3 separate regions of the Mus musculus genome follow, and regions 1 and 3 are each linked to region 2. A link is a contact called in public Hi-C and HiChIP or PLAC-seq data. All regions are on one chromosome and are shown on one strand. The core of a region is the stretch at or near the end of the contact, and the rest is flanking DNA. Distances in the headings are between cores, read along the strand shown.

Evidence for each region. HiChIP or PLAC-seq counts read pairs in DNA pulled down with a chosen protein or histone mark. Hi-C and Micro-C count contacts between places; a contact is called where the count stands out from the background.
Region 1: a contact with region 2 is called in a CTCF HiChIP or PLAC-seq map of the NIH/3T3 cell line, with 7 read pairs. The contact joins two enhancer-like sites.
Region 3: a Hi-C map of cortical neurons shows a contact between it and region 2, with 2.2 times the contacts expected there. The contact joins two enhancer-like sites. A contact is called at or near these places in 14 of 39 promoter capture datasets (the 3T3-L1 cell line, the C10 cell line, HPC-7-derived erythroid cells and 10 more), 1 of 484 Hi-C or Micro-C datasets (cortical neurons) and 1 of 9 other capture datasets (embryonic stem cells).

What each region holds. Positions count from the first base shown.
Region 1 is chr13:90,795,388-90,798,578 of GRCm38.p6, reverse strand. No RefSeq gene overlaps it. Among named protein-coding and RNA genes, the nearest start is that of Atp6ap1l, 110 kb to the left of the region's middle. Within about 2 kb of position 1,573, at least 54 of the 459 cell types and tissues checked have an H3K27ac peak or open chromatin away from gene starts, as enhancers often do. A contact at or near this core is called in the NIH/3T3 cell line, where this site is marked.
Region 2 is chr13:90,151,490-90,154,891 of GRCm38.p6, reverse strand. No RefSeq gene overlaps it. Among named protein-coding and RNA genes, the nearest start is that of Gm41013, 9.8 kb to the left of the region's middle. Within about 2 kb of position 1,776, at least 45 of the 459 cell types and tissues checked have an H3K27ac peak or open chromatin away from gene starts, as enhancers often do. A contact at or near this core is called in the NIH/3T3 cell line and cortical neurons, where this site is marked.
Region 3 is chr13:90,894,577-90,897,866 of GRCm38.p6, reverse strand. All of the region lies in intron 4 of Atp6ap1l (ATPase, H+ transporting, lysosomal accessory protein 1-like), which reads left to right. Among named protein-coding and RNA genes, the nearest start is that of Atp6ap1l, 9.1 kb to the left of the region's middle. Within about 2 kb of position 1,591, at least 19 of the 459 cell types and tissues checked have an H3K27ac peak or open chromatin away from gene starts, as enhancers often do. A contact at or near this core is called in cortical neurons, where this site is marked.

The DNA of each region.
Region 1 (3,191 bases), core at 324-2,823, 640 kb before region 2:
CCCAGATCTACACTAGTGAGTTCTGGAGACATCATCCGACCCTAAGCAGCCCAGGGAGAAGCAGGGAGCCCCAAGTGCATTTCTAGGAGAAGGAAACACATGGTATTTCACAAGGCTGGAAATATATAGCTAGGGCAATATAATTTATTCTGGGAATTGCATATTAAATTGCACTCCAGATACCAGGTTATATTTGGTGGTTGACTAGAAAATAGTATGCTATTTATCTATTTAAGGCTAAAAATCTCCAAGATTGCTTTTTAAGCCTATAATCGTCCGTGAAAATAAACAGATATTTCTTCCTTGATTGAATGGCCTTTCTCTTCGGCTCATTTTGGAAAGCTCTTACAGAATTTATCTGCAGCTGACCATGTCTGTCTTTCAGATTTTTCCCCCCCTCTTGGTTACTGGAACCTCTTGTGACCTTGTTCTCTTGAAACATCATGCATTAGATAGACATCACCTCATTTTAGCTTCATCGGAGCTCTCTGTGTTGGATCTCTTTCGAAGGCCAGTCTCTCCAGGGAACTACATTTGTCTGAGTGTGTGGTCATCTTTGGGTTAGGCCTTCTCTCTCCTGAGCTCCCTCTAAGTACCTTCTTGCCTCCCTCAGCCTTCTTGTTGTCTGCCAAGCTATGAACCATTCCTTCTTTTGGGAAGTTCCCGTTGCCCCAGTTCTCAATAAATTGAAGGCCTTTCACCTCTGATCTTCTCCAGCTGGGATCTTTCTGCCGTGCTAGTGGTGTTTTATTGACTGCGCATGCCCGTAGGGCATTTACTCACTATCGCCGCCATTTATCTCTCATGATATTTTGGGCTTTTTTGAGCTGTTTTTTTCCTTGCCTCTTCTTCTGACATGTGTATCACCGTGCTGCTGCATGGGCCGGATGTGAGGATCTAACCTAGGAACCTTCCTTTGGTAAATGGCACTTCTCACTTCAGGGCAGTGTGCACAGGCTGTCCACGCTGTGGAGACTGAAGCAGAAGAGGGCTTGAGAAGCTAGGCTGTCCTGGGGGAAGCTGTGGGGAAAGCTATGTCAGTCAAAGCTCTCCCCTTTGTGTTCTCCCACACAAGGAGACTTAAACTCTGTACTGACAGGAATGACTGACTCACTGGGTCACAGGAATGTCAGGCAGATGATACATCAGCCTGGAATCCCCGGTCACTATTTTCACCATTTAAAATATTCTGTGCCGTCACTGCTTTGTGTGTGTGTGTGTGTGGAAAATTTTCTTTCTGGAACTTTTATGACTAAGTCATCACTTTCTTTGCCTGAAAACTTTGTCTGGGACAGCAGCTGACTATGTTTTTCCTTTTGCTTCCATTACCTTTCTTCCTCCGAATACTGGAGGAAAATTTTAGCTCCATTGTCTGACCTGTGGATTTTGGACTTAGACTGAAGAAGGCTCTTTCCACTGGGGATGGAGAGTGAGGTCAGAGGAGTTGGGGGTTCTGAAGTTAGGAAACAATGTCTGCTTCTATCTTGAGGCCGTGGATTAGGAGAGGTGACATGATCCTAGGATTACATGCCTGGCTAGTGGAATATAGTTCTGCCTGGCATTAGTCATAGTGAGACAAGAGTAAGTTCCCTTTAGGCAGTAAGGGCGGGGTCCATTGAATCATAAGTGGTGAAGCATAATGACCACTCCCTTGCTGGGACAAATGACATGTAGTCACTTCTACAGTGAGGCCGAGGTATATGGACCCATTTCTGATTGACCTGCGATGACCCTAGCTTTGACCCTAGATGAGACCAGTCTTAATAAACATCACCTTAGACCAATCATAAGACCTATAAAAGGCCACCGTGCAGGGCGGTGTATCAGTGTTCCTCCCCTGGAACTCCACTCAGAAGTGGAATTGTCAGGAGCTCTTTTTCACTTTTTCTTAATAAATCAACATTCGTTCTGTTTGGTCTTTGCCCATGTGTCCTTATTCTTCCTAGATGTGAGATAACACATTTGAAAACTATAGGGTGGCTCTGGTCATCATTGCTTGTCCTGCACCACGAGCTCCCCTCCGAATTAAGCTCCCCAAGACCAAGGAAGTTTTCTTTGCTCTGGAGAAAAACCAAAACCAAAACCAAAACCAAAACCAAAACCAAAACCAAAACCAAAACCAAAACCAAAACCAAAACCAAAACCAAAACCAAAACCAAAACCAAAACCAAAACCAAAACCAACACCAACACCAAAACTAAAATAAAAAGCCAGAAGGAAACCATAGCCTTCTCATCCTCCATGGTGTCTCTGCCACACACCAAAGGCCAAGCTCTGATTTTGTTCTCCTATCTTTATATATATATAAATAATTATTTTATCATATATATGATATATATAATTTCAGCTCTATACGTATGAGTCACTTTTCCTGTTTAATCAAAGCATCAAGTTCCTATTTTATTATATATACTTTATATTACTATAGCTTAAAATGATCACATTCCTATTTTCACACTAGAGCTAAGCCATTTGAAGGCATCTAACTTTAAAATTAGATTCCCTGATATGCCTTTAGTGCCCTTTGCACAGGAGTGGGTGGGGAAGCCATAGACTTGAGACTCAGCCAGAGGTAAAATCAAAGTTCACTCTAAAGCAGAATAAACTCACAGTAAATTGTCAAGCGATAATGTCCAAAGAATGAAGTGGTCGGGTATAAAGGAATAGTAACTGGAGCAACATGAGAACATGTATAAACTAAAACAAAATACGAATATGTTTGGGAGATGGAAGTGAAGTTCTGGGACATAGATAAGAACAAATGACATGATTTTGATGGGAGGACATGGATTCTGAGTATAATGGATGCACACAGCAATGTATCTTATTTTTATAGTAGAGTTTTGTTTCTCTCTATAAAATATTTCTGTCAAAATGAGTTTGAACTAGATTAAAAATCATTCCATAGAAATCTACAGAAATACATTGAAAGGAGAAAAGATTGTCCTTGGTTGTATTTCATAACAAACTTACACCAATCTGCTGACTGGAAATGGATATAATTTGAATATATCTGGAATATACTTTAGTTTTTTTGGCATATATGCAATGCATGTGTATAATGTAGTGCATATAGTTTGATTATATAATATTTGCATATGTAAGTATAAAAAGCATACATAACATGGCAGCATATTTGACTCATTAAAATAGTTACTTTTAAATACGTGATTATTATATGCTTCTTATAT
Region 2 (3,402 bases), core at 527-3,026:
TTATGGGATGGATCCCCACGTGTGGCAGTCTCTAGATGGTCCATCCTTTCATCTCAGCTCCAAATTTTGTCTCTGTAACTCCTTCCATGGGTGTTTTGTTCCCAATTCTAAGAAGAGGCAAAGTGTCCACACTTTGGTCTTCGTTCTTCTTGAGTTTCATGTGTTTTGCAAAGTGTATCTTGGGTATTCTAAGTTTCTGGGCTAATATCCACTTATCAGTGAGTACATATCATGTGAGTTCTTTTGTGGGTGGGTTACCTCACTCAGGATGATATCCTCCAGGTCCATCCATTTGCCTAGGAATTTCATAAATTCATTGTTTTTATAGCTGAGTAGTACTCCATTGTGTAAATGTACCACATTTTCTGTATCCATTCCTCTGTTGAGGGACATCTGGGTTCTTTTCAGCTTCTGGCTATTATAAATAGGGCTGCTATGAACATAGTGAAGCATGTGTCCTTATTACTAGTTGGAACATCTTCTGGATATATGCCCAGGAGAGGTATCATGAGATCTTACCGTAATACTATGTCCAATTTTCTGAGGAACCACCATACTGATTTCCAGAGTGGTTGTACAAGCTTGCAATCCCACCAACAATGGAGGAGTTTTCCTCTTTCTCCACATCCTTGCCAGCGTCTGCTGTCACCTGAATTTTTGATCTTAGCCATTGTGACTGGTGTGAGGTGGAATCTCAGGGTTGTTTTGATTTGCACTTCCCTGATGATCAAGGATGTTGAACATTTTTTCAGGTGCTTCCCAGCCATTCAGTATTCCTTAGGGGAGAATTCTTTTTTTAGCTCTGAACCCCATTTTTTAATGGGGTTATTTGATTTTCTGGAGTCCACCTTCTTGAGTTCTTTATATATATTAGATATTAGTCCCCTATCAGTTTAGGATTGGTAAAGATCCTTTCCCAATCTGTTGGAGGCCTTTTTGTCTTATTGACAGTGTCTTTTGCCTTACAGAAGCTTTGCAATTTTATGAGGTCCCATTTGTTGATTCTCAATCTTACAGCCATTGCTGTTCTAGTCAGGAATTTTTCCCCTGTGCCCATATCTTCGAGGCTTTTCCCCACTTTCTCATCTATAAGTTTCAGTGTCTCTGGTTTTATGTGGAATTCCTTGATCCACTTAGACTTGACCTTAGTAGAAGGAGATAAGAATGGCAGGCTGAGAAAGAAATTAGGGAAGGAATTAAGATTTTTAAAGAGTGACTTGTCTAACTAAAAAAAAAAAAAAATCCAGCGAAATATAGGGTTAGGAATTGAGCACATATGTTGTGTGCAATAATTTAAAAACAATCTGCACTATCACCTGCTACAATTCCTTCATCTCCAATTATAGCACCACTTAGCACCACTTAGTCTGATGAACAACACACAGGGCACAACGATGTGAACTATATGTATATGTAGAAATAGTCTCTGAGAGGTTCAATACTTTTGGGCTATGATAAACAAAAAAACAACAGCAGCCACAACAATAAAAAGACCTAAAGATGTTAACAAGACCTACCTCTAGATTTTTCTGGTTGTTCATTTTTCTTGTCTCACTTGTACTATAAATTACTTACATTAAACATCTCACTTTCATGGAATGTAAAAATTATTTTTAATATACACAGTATGGCACAATTTTTGAAAATTCACTTGTGAACAGAGCTCGGATTTCATCTCTTTCTATGACTCCTTTTAACTCTCTTTTCCCAACTGACTGTGTATCAGCCACCAACTGATGCAATTCTCCAGTTGCATACGCCACTCTCCGGATCTTAGATCTCAGCTTTACTCTACGGGGCTTATTATAACTGTGCAGTACATTTCCAGAGCCCCACCCCCAGCATGTCATTCCAAGGAGAAGTGGTGGATTGCTTGCAGCTGGATGCTATTTGGAAAAAAAAAAAGCCGCATATATTTACTAGAGCTTGGGGGGACTGCAGGAGGAGAGAACAATTGTCACCCTAGTCCCTTTTCCTGGCAGCACCTCAAAGGTTGACAAGTGGGAACAGCAGCACCATGCTCTGCCCTGAAAGAGGACAGAGAGAGAGAGAGAGAGAGAGAGAGAGAGAGAGAGAGAGAGAGAGAGAGAGAGAGAGAAATGTTGAAACCCTGAATTGCTTCTCCCTCCTCATTATGTATTATTTGTCAGTCATGGATAAAAGGTGGTTTTTGCCCTCCAGCTGCTAGCCCTGGGGTGCACATAGCACCAGATCTTGCTTCTTTCTTGTGGAACACTTCAAGAAAAATCGATGACTTCACCTTTCTTTGAAAGGTGGCCTTTCTCTCCCCTCCCCGCTTTTTTTCCTTTTTTAAAATTTCATTTTCATCTTTAACCAAATGGTTTAAACAAAGCAAACCATTTGGGAAAGAGATCTAAAATTTTGTTCTCTAATTTTCTGAGACTCACATCTTAGATTTTGAAAATATATATGGAATATTTTTCTCTTTCCTTATGGAGATAAAATGTCTTCAGTTTCTACAATTAGCATAGCTTGGTGCAGGGGGTGGAGTGGAGTTATTGTATTCCTTTGTACTGGGCTGTGAAAATGAGTAAGAAAGCGGATGCAGGCATTCAGTATGAAATTCAGACTTTTAACAGTAAATTCATTTGGTTGCTCAATTTTCAAATTTATTTTATAACAAACAACATTCCTCTCATTTGTACATTTTGCTTTCCTGTTAAAGGGGGTGCTTTAAAAAATCACCACCATTTTCAGTCTTAAGAAAGTTTTTGTAGAACTATAAAAGACATGGAATTCAGACATGTTTTAAGTTCATGTGATGAATACACACTGAATCATGTTGCAGATGACATTCCAGCTGATGCTGCTAAACCATGAATCACAACATTGCACTAATTCTCCACCTCAGAGGGAACCTGTTAGTATTGCCCTTTTCCACATAGTTTGTATCTTTTCTTGTGAAAAAAAGAGAAAAATCTCAGTGGAAGACATGTTAGTTTTTTAAGGTATTTAATCAGTATAGTAGAAGTACACACATAGTCACTTTTTTTTTTAAACTAGCTAAAAAACACTCAGAATAATAGACTGTAGTAAAAGCTTTACCAGGTAGCAGACATGATAATCTGCAAAAAACAGAAATTGTTTTCATAATACATTTTATTCTTTTGGCTTATTTGTTTTATTATTTTATGGCCAGAATTTGATGCTACCTGGAAAAATTCAATATTGTAAGGCCTAGAAACTCAAGTTCTCCTTTTCCTTACATACATAGAAATGTAAGGGATTGCATCTGCTGTAAATTTTGGGGGAAGCAAGGATTGGTCAACAGCTTTGGCCCACCTATTTCTTCAAGCTCCTTATTTGTGTATAGGCAGGTGGGACACCCTACAATAAACTCAGTATCAAGGATAACAAACCTTCTGAGGGAGGAGAGCTGGA
Region 3 (3,290 bases), core at 342-2,841, 740 kb before region 2:
TTGAGCACTAGTAGACTGTCAAACCCACCCCCACAGTAACACACTTCCTCTAAGAAGGCCACACTCATAACAGTGCCACTTCTCATGGGCCAAGCACATTCAAACCACCACAGGAAGAAAGGAGAGAAAAGTTTGTCTATGAGCATGTCCATATTTAGAAGAAAGTTTGATAATATATCAATTTAATTAGACATACTAAATTACCCAGTGGCCCTATGATATCCCCAGTCCTAGATTATTGGCTTGCCTTATACCAGGCATGGGTACCTCCTCCCATGGTACTACCCCAATCAAAGGGTAGTTAGTTACCTTCACAATAGTCATGCCATTATTGAACAGGTAGATGCATCTTGCCCAGAAGGTTGGAGTTTTGGTTGCAGGGTTCACAACTGGGCTAGACCAAGGAAACCTTTACTTCCTGAGCAGCCAGAGGACTTTTGAAAGCTAACCAGCATGGAGGTTTCCAGCTAGGTTCTAGCTTGCTTTCTTTGTATCATGCTATGAGGTATGTGATATCTTCTACAATGTGTTCTTGTTCTCTAGTTATGATAGGCAATCATGAACACTGACAAGAGCCTGGATTGTTTGGAGGAAGAAGAAAGGAAGGAAGGACAGAAAGAAGGGAGGAAAGAAGGGAAAAAAGCTTATTTTCAGGCTTGGCCTCAACTCTAAATGTTAAGAACCCAAGTACCCTGCTCTTACCATGAAATGAACAGCGTAGCAGGGTGTACATGTCTAAGCGGGTGACTCAGGAAAGCCTATTTACTCAGGACTAGATTCCATGTTTGGTCATGGTGAGAGATTCTCAAATTATCGAACATGGCCAATTCCACCGTTGGTTGCGTAAGAGGACAATTGGTCACGTTTCAGAGACTCACTGTTGGAGCATTCGCGAACAGATGCATTGGCTTTGGTTTGAGAGAAGCCGATTAAGTAAATGTCCCCGCTGAGAGCAGATCACTTCCAGAAAATTCTCTGCTTTTCAGCCATCCACATCTTTCGATTGTTTTTGTTTTTGCTTTTCTGTCGTTTTGGTCTAGGAATCTGAGCTGTTCAATTTGTGTCCCACAAACCCCATTTAATATTTGTTGGTACAGCGGGTGCTTTTGGAAGATTTTTTCCTCTTGTTCTGGCCTGTGATGGTTAGGATACTTTGCATGAATTGTAACATGTTGCGTATGTTCTTCCGTGTGCACTCTTTTTATACTTTATACCGCATGGCTGGAATTGCTGGCTTATTCCTGACCTTTGTTTCTTGTTTAAAAGTTCTTGATGATGGGAGGAAATGGATTATTTTGATAAAGGATATTAAACATCTTACCTATCAGGATGACTGTCTCCTAATAGGGACTTAAGGAATTATAATAATTACAAGATTTAGGGACCTTTTAAGAATTCATCTACATTTATTTCACTTGTTACAGCACAACTGTCAAGGACTCCTGAAGAGAAGCTCACACTGCTGAGGGCTCAGGACTTTTTTCCCAGGCTCTAATTAATTCCCTACTGGGCTCCTTATTTGTGGTCAGTTGTGTGGAGAGAGGCTGATTGCCTGGGGATAAGCACGCTTGCCCAGAGCTGGCTGGCAAGCCTCCATTCCACTCATCCTGACGTTAGGGGGTTGTGGGAAGCTCAAGCTGCACAGCTTTTTACTGGGTTATGGAGACACTTTACTCATCAGTGGAAACTATGCCTGGAAAGAAAACCAAGACTTGTCTTGCAGGCCCAGTTCTGCCAGAGATATGTGTGCCATTAGGTCCCATGGGCTTGTCACACGTCAGATGGAGATGGTGGTAACTTTTTGTTGTAGCTGACAGCATTTGTGCACTTCCTGAAGGCTAGAGATGGTGAGGTCTACACATCTGGTGGTCATCCCAGTGGCTCTCCAATAGGTCATATGAAATCAGGCTGAACAAGGCTATGAAACTTATTGGACTTCCACTGGGGTTCTAAGGCGTCTTTAAAAGAGATTCACTCCCAACTTCCTCTTGGTCTTATCTCACAGGGTTAAACAGATGAGGACATCCAAGTATAGGCTCCAAAGGACTTGTCAGGTACTGTTCAAAGCAGTGGCCCTTTCTCCTTAATACCAACAACAAGCCCAATGGAGTGCTGCCTAACCACACACTGGAGAGGCCACGGGGCTTTCTGCTTCCTTTAAAATAAGATTTAAGATTACCTTACTTTTTAATTTATGTGATGTGTCTCTCTGTGTGCAGGTGTGTGTTCAGGTGCCTGCAGAGGTGACAAGAGTGTGCTGAATCCCCTGAGCCATGATATAGGTGCTGGGACCTGAACTCAAGTCCTTTGGAAGAGCGTCAAGTGCTCTCTCTGAACTGAGGAGTCCTTCCTCCAGCCTCGTGTCTTGGTTTTTATAGTGCATAAGCCAGGTATTGAGCAGGCATGGATATATTATCTTCCTAGTCACCATCCTAGAAATAGACTCAAGTGTGATCCCGGGGTAAGCAGCCCCCATCTCCTGCAGCCTGGTTCACGTGAGTTTGCAGGCAGCCTGGGTGTACCCACACCCAGAGAGTAGGCCAGGGTCTTCTTCCCAGGATGTGAGGGGTTTCTGTTCCAGCTGGTAAGACCTCTGGATGGTGATTCCTCTGAGTTCTGTAAAATAATGGCTGCCTTTGCCATGCCTTTGTGTCTGAGAGAACCAGAGGAGGAGTTGCCAAAAGAACAGAGAAACTCAAGTGAAGGCATAACCATGTGAGGTCAGAAGCCCAGACTGAAAAAAATATGACCATATTTTTGCTTTTGGAAACAAAGCGTTCAGGGAGAGGCAATTTGGCAGACAGATTTGCTGTGGAGGTCTTTTTAAATAGTGAAAACCCTGCAAATAGAATACAATGCCTGCATCTGTGTGTATTTTGAGGCTGGACATTTATAGTGCAAAGAATTCAGAATCTGTTTTAAATGTGTAAGAACTGGGCACGGCGTGAAATCTTTTTTTCTACTCTTGCTCTGGGTTGTATTATCCATTTTTGTGTTCTTAGTTAGTGGTATGGCACCCGATACCTGCAGCATCCTCACTAACCAAATGGTGAATTAGCTAGGTTGAGATCGGGCCGTAGGCTCTTTGCTCCAAAGCGTGGTTTTGAGTTTCAGTGGGAACCAAGCCCACGGGGCAGAAGCCCCTGGCGGGTTGCGTCTGGATGACTTGGAGTGGCTTCGCTCTGAGGCTTAGCTCATTGGTGCAGAACAAGCCTGTGAGTGACCAAGCCAGTGTGGTCCCTTGGAAGAGCTACAGAGATTTTTGTCCACACCCGGCATACGTTATCAAT